2 separate regions of the Drosophila melanogaster genome follow, and region 2 is linked to region 1. A link is a contact called in public targeted proximity ligation data. All regions are on one chromosome and are shown on one strand. The core of a region is the stretch at or near the end of the contact, and the rest is flanking DNA. Distances in the headings are between cores, read along the strand shown.

Region 1 (3,083 bases), core at 518-3,017:
AATGTCTTTAGTTGGGAGTTTTGAGTTGGGAGTTGCTGGTAGTAGGAAAAGCTTTTAGTTAATTAATGTCCTCCAAGGAGCACTCGCAACTTCATCGCATTGAAATGTCGGGTTTTCAAGCATGGACTAATTATAGTTTATGTGAAATCATTACTACTATCTTAGTTTTGAATATGGATACAAAACATAGATATATACAAATAAAAAGTAATACGAGTAATATGAAACATTGTAGATAATATGATAATATGATTTAACTAAATAATATGCGTTATTAACATAAATTCATATGAACTCGATTCGCATTGTATAAAAATCCATCGAAATTTGAATGATAGTAAAGAAATACATAATCTTTTAATAAATTCCGAACTGAATTCCCTTTTACCTCAATCTTTATTTATTTGCATAAATATTTTTTAGTAGCATTTATTGTGTTTTAGCAAATTAGCAAGCAAATACCTTAAACAAACATGAGTTATATACTCTCGCTCGTGGCGAAACTCGACTTAATATGGAACCCCAAATAAAATGATAAATAAGGGTAATTTATTTGGGCACATTTATGAGGCGAGCAGGCTGCCAAAGATACATTTAGCCATTTAACCAACGGATAACGAATCCAAAGAGTGCGGGCATACAAATTAGTGCGCATCTGCGCCATCGAGGCATTCTGGAATTGAATCCTGTGACGGTGGTGGGAGGGGGCGGGTTTCGGAAAGGGAAGGAAAGGATATCCAGAGTACAACACGTCTTGACATTTGCATCTTGAAATGCAAGTGAAAGATACAATCCCAATCTGTGTATCCAGATGCGCCATTGTCACTGTCATCGGCTGTGGCTTCCTTTCGGCTAGAACTCTGCTCTGCGGATGATAAATGACGTCGATTCAACAAATTGGCCCACACATACATGGCCCAAAACCCGAACCCAGCCTCCCAGCCAAACCATTTTGGCCAATTGAGATGGAAATCAACTCGTTTTGTGCCCCACATACACGTACTGCATAGTTAACTCCCCGATTTCGATGGGGGATTGGGGCTACCTACTCCGCTCGATCCGCCCCTGAATTTACATTTGGCTGTGTCTCAGGAATTAATTCGGAACTGTTTTAATAATTCTTTGCATGCGGAAGATACTTCGAGCCAGATGGATTCAACTGAAGTTAAATTTTATGCAAATTAACTACCACTGTCTGATTTACAAGTTCGCATGCCGAAGGGAATTCAACATTGATTACGAGCCTTTCGTTTACCTTTTCGTACTTGGTTTAAAAACATTTATCATAATATTTGGCACACCAAAGCAAACTCATTGGTTTAAATTATATTACTCATTTCGAAAAAGTGTTTTTTAACTCACCTACGGCTACGGCTTGAAAATGTTTTAGAAGAAATAAAAAAGTATTTCGCGGGCATAAATTGTCCCAATTTCTTTTTTTAACTTTTTTATTTTTATCATTTTTATTTTATCATATATATTTATATGAATCACTTCATATATGGTGAGATTAAATGAGATTTGCATGCTGAACGGTATCGAAAGTAATTGTTATTTACCTAAATCAAGTAAAAGTGTTTAATCAATAGTTTTTATTATGTAATTTGAAGTGCGAAAAGTATATATTTGTTTCCTTGCTTTAATGTATTGTTTTTAAAATTATTAAAACTCGAAAAATCATTCCATGTTATGAGTTACACGCCAACCAGCCTTCTGTCAGCTAGCGAAATCAGCGAGCTTTTTTCCGCGAAGCATGAGGGCTGCAACATTCGCAGTGTGCACAGTGCCCTGGTCAAATGTTTTTGTTTGTTGTGTTTATTTTTTACTTATTTCGCGTTTAAAAGTGTTTTAAAGTGAGATTTAAAGTGCAATGGAGCTACCGAAGGAGTTATCCGTTGCGGAGATCCGTAATTACATGTTGGCAAACGAGTGCAAGGTGACAAATCACGCCTTGGTGAAGCACTTCAAGAAATTCCTAACTCACCCGCAGTCGCAAAGTGAGTCATTTGTGTTTGTCTTTCGAATTTGGGATTTGGGACCTGTTGAATGGCCAAGAAAACCCATATTGACTTGGTTTTCACATGGATGTTCCCAATGATTAATTGCAGATGAGGCTCGCAAGCGATTCAAGACCTATGTCACACTGCTGTCCACCATCAAGAACGAGAACAATCAGAAGTTTTTGATATTGCGCAAGAAATACGTAAACGAATGCCCCACGGATGAGGTTGTGGAGCGCGCGGTGGCCGCCGCATCTGGTATTCCGGAGCCCTCAAGTCCCGGCGGCGCATCTCTTAACTTTGACTCGCCCATGAGGCAGCCACCGCCATATAAACCGCCGCCCATGGTCACCTCTCCGCCAGCCGTTTCCATTGCCAAGGAGCACCAGGAGAATTACCAGGAGTGCGTGGACGAATTCACGGCTGCCATAAAGCGCATTGAGCCAGCACGCTTGGAGAGGCGAACGTCGGTCAAGTCCGAGGATCTGGATCAGCAGGAGAAGCCGGAGAAAACGTCTCGATCGAATTCCATCGATGTGATCGACAACAAGGAGAACATACCACGTTTCTCCTTCTCCTCGGAGGCCTCCTCGGCGTCCAGCACTTCCATTGAAAAGCCGGAGATGGCTGATCCCACAGCTCCCGCCGCCGTAGGCGATGTGGCCGAGAATCCCATCAGCGTGAAGGAGGCCACGCGCAAATTTAATCGGATGGCGTCTGAAGAAGAGGCTAAAATCATATCGCCGCCAGCTAAGAAGAAGCCAGAGAAGGTGAGTGCCACAGAACCGGTTAAGCCAGGGCATTAGCCATCATGCGGGCTCGGCTCGGGTGCGGGTGTCTTTCGGGCCCTTCCCTCCCAGCTTTGTTCCAATGCGTTCCATTTCCTGTGCGTCAGTGGGAAGATTCGCTACAAGACAATTCAAATATGCGACGTTTTTTGCACGGCTTAGTTGTGATTAATTATCACAGAGCTATGAAGGTTTTTATATGAGCTGTCCACTGTGGCAAAAATATCTGAAGACGTTGTTCCACTTAACCAGCTGCTTTTTTCAATCCATCATAGACTACACACTGTAATCAACT
Region 2 (3,131 bases), core at 128-2,627, 160 kb before region 1:
TAGTAGCAACATGCTTCTGTCAGCCTAAAAATATGTTAGACTTAAAATATATCTTCCTGATTAATGGTTGTGTATATTTAAATCTGATTATAGCTTCCGGGTTTTATGCGATTTAGTAAAATATTCAAATTAGAACTATATTGAAGGAAAATTTCTTATTTAACTTTCCTATTAAATTTTAAGTTTTATGATGGACACCAAGAAAGGTTTTTCTGGATGGGCGGTAAAAGCCAGACATAAAAATGAAACTACACCCACAATATTGGCCATAAAACTCGCGGTAGTAATCCGGCGTAATTTCGGAATCAACACGTATTTAGCTGAAGAAATATTACAAATATATATATATGTGATTATATTTCAGATAAATCAGATAGATGTACATAAGTATGTACGCAGAAACATAAAACGTATGTATGTACCGGGAAGTGTGTACATATGTATGCGCGACTACTTTTGTTTAGCCCCAATTGAAATCTCACCCCATCGCCGTAATCTTTGGGCGTTACCGACATAGTTCGAGTGCTACTGTATCTAAGAACTATACAACCGTCTTGTTAACCACCATATCAAATGATAATTCCAGTTTCCAACTTAATGTAAAACACTCCATTCACATTTGCAAAAACAACACAAAAAAAAAATGAGACATTGCAATTTGTTGACACCCACAAACGGTTCTTGATGTACGTATGTATGTACCAATTATGATGTTCGTCTGAGTTTTTGAAACATTACCTTGTTTCACAGATCCTTGCACACATATCGCACAAAGGAAAATATATGCAAGAATTATATTTAATAGCATCGACATGCGTCGGTAGAGTAACGCCATGGCTTGCTAATTTCTCACTCCGAGCCGGATAAATACATATGTCAAAAATTATATTCGATGTCTGCGTTGAGTTAAAAAGCTCTACTGCGTTGAACTAATGTCGCGGCGAGTGCAAAACACCGACAAATGTGTTTTATTAAAAACCAGTTAATAGACGGCGACCGCGAATAAGTATTAATCGTTATTTTCTTAACACTGGATTGTTTTTTTTTCGCGATATGCGGCGTTATCGATAAGTCAGTCGAATATGTACCCTTGGCTGCGGTTACCAAGGGATTTGGAACAACTGAATTGGAATATAATCGTATATTATAATAATATAATCGTAATCGTATTTATTAACATGAGTAATTAATAAGACACAAGTATTTATTTATAGAGCAGTATGACATTAATTGTTACTTAATTGTTGCAAATTTATAATTTATTTCTGGAATGCATTAATTCATTTATTACTTCATATTCACTTTTATTACGATTCCGTTTGGTAGCCGATATATTTTACAATACCAATGAGCGTTGCTATCTTAGCACACGATACAACAGTTCACCGCAACCACCAAATTCCAAGTAAACTAGCCGGCATTGTTTGTGCGCGTTTTTTTTTGCAGAAAACCACCAAAAACACATAAAAACATGAAATTAGTAAGGTATGTTATGCGTCATTTACCTAAACTAAAACTAAACTTGTTAGCAATGCGTGCAGTATAGTTTCATTCAGTTTTTGAGTTCTGCGATTCTGCACACATGTATGCATGCAAAAGCGATGCTCCCATTTGTTGTTTTTGTACACAAAATTTAATTTAATACGAATGTTGTTTTGATCTGTTATTATAATAGTTTTCCATTATTTACTTGTATCTGGTAACAATTCTTGCACTTTAAGTAGCATTTTGCATAACTATATTCAATGCAATCAACGCTCTTAATCCAAGGCCACCAAATACAAGCTACCTTTAAATTCGTACTAATTTGCTAAAAGTAAAGGCTCTACTAAGTATATTTCATCATAAAGGCTGCTTGCATACACCTTATTGTATCTCATTTTTCAATCACCCAATAAGATATTTGTTTCTACCTATAATAGCCTTGCATCTCTGAAATGCTGCATCTTTGCAACAGGGATTTCCTTAATTTCGTTTACTAATCTTCCCGTTGATGCATTACAGATTCCTTATGAAGCTAAGTCACGAGACCGTGACCATCGAACTGAAGAACGGCACCCAGATCCACGGCACCATTACCGGCGTGGATGTGGCCATGAACACTCACCTGAAGAGCGTTCGGATGACGATCAAGAACCGGGATCCCGTCCACCTGGAGACGCTGAGCATTCGCGGCAACAACATCAGATACTTTATACTGCCGGACAGCCTGCCGCTGGAGACGCTCCTCATCGACGACACCCCGAAGTCGAAGACAAAAAAGAAGGACAGCGGCCGCGTGGGAAATCGCGGCAGGGGCAGAGGCGCCCGCGGACGAGGTGGTCCACGGGGTCGCGGAAGGGGCCGAGCTTCAGGCCGACGTTAATCTTTGTAACAGCTACATCTAATAAACAATATTCGATAAATATAGAATATAAATATTCTTTGGATAAATCCACACTGTATGCATTTACTATGTACGAACAACTGACAAATGTCTTCAGCTAGTAAAGAAACTCCATCTGAATATGTATATTGTTAAAAATCACTCTGTGTAGTAGCTCAGGAAAAATGTGTTTACTTGGCAACAAATTGAAAGAAGACTCCCGCCATTAAATTATGATTAAAAATGTTTGAAAGTTTGTAAAAACGCTTTTTTATACTTTTAATTGTTTTTGGACGCACAAAATGTCTTTCAAATGTTCAACAATAGTAGGAGAAAACTGTGTTACTTAAGCTAGGCTATAGATTCAAATATATTTACTACTGCCATTAGGATGCGTGGTGAACAATGAAACAAACGACAATGTTAAACCCATGAAATGGGCATCGCCTTAAAACTGGTTAACTTAAGAGATTCTACTTTAAGTAACGGATTGGAAAACATATCAAAAGAAACAATAGATATAGGGATAATGGAGTAACCCTCACTTTAAAACCCATTATTAAGGACAAAAAAATATAAGTGATTTGTTTAAGTTTTCAAAGGCAGGTTGAACCGGTTCCGATAATATATCGAAATGTCAAATTGTGGAACTTGCTCCGATCAATTATCGCTATTCGGGTTCGGATACCCGCTAAAAGTAAGGCGCCAATTTTAAATCTTAAAATTTAAATTAGGAATGTCTTTTGATAACACAATTTTTTATTTT

What was found.
Region 2: a targeted proximity ligation map of the Kc167 cell line shows a contact between it and region 1, with 5 times the contacts expected there. A contact is called at or near these places in 3 of 107 Hi-C or Micro-C datasets (the S2 cell line, embryo and larval central nervous system) and 1 of 7 datasets of targeted methods (the Kc167 cell line).

What each region holds. Positions count from the first base shown.
Region 1 is chr3L:12,571,226-12,574,308 of dm6, reverse strand. sowah (sosondowah) reads left to right here and starts at 1,767. Exons shown (of 12, transcript NM_168503.5): 1 at 1,767-1,997; 2 at 2,109-2,770. The coding sequence starts at 1,871.
Region 2 is chr3L:12,732,857-12,735,987 of dm6, reverse strand. SmD1 (Small ribonucleoprotein particle protein SmD1) reads left to right here and starts at 1,377. Exons shown (of 2, transcript NM_080035.3): 1 at 1,377-1,485; 2 at 2,005-2,624. The coding sequence starts at 1,472. The coding sequence ends at 2,365. It overlaps Ptp69D (Protein tyrosine phosphatase 69D), which reads right to left and starts at 1,043. Exons shown (of 12, transcript NM_176324.2): 1 at 739-1,043. The coding sequence starts at 835.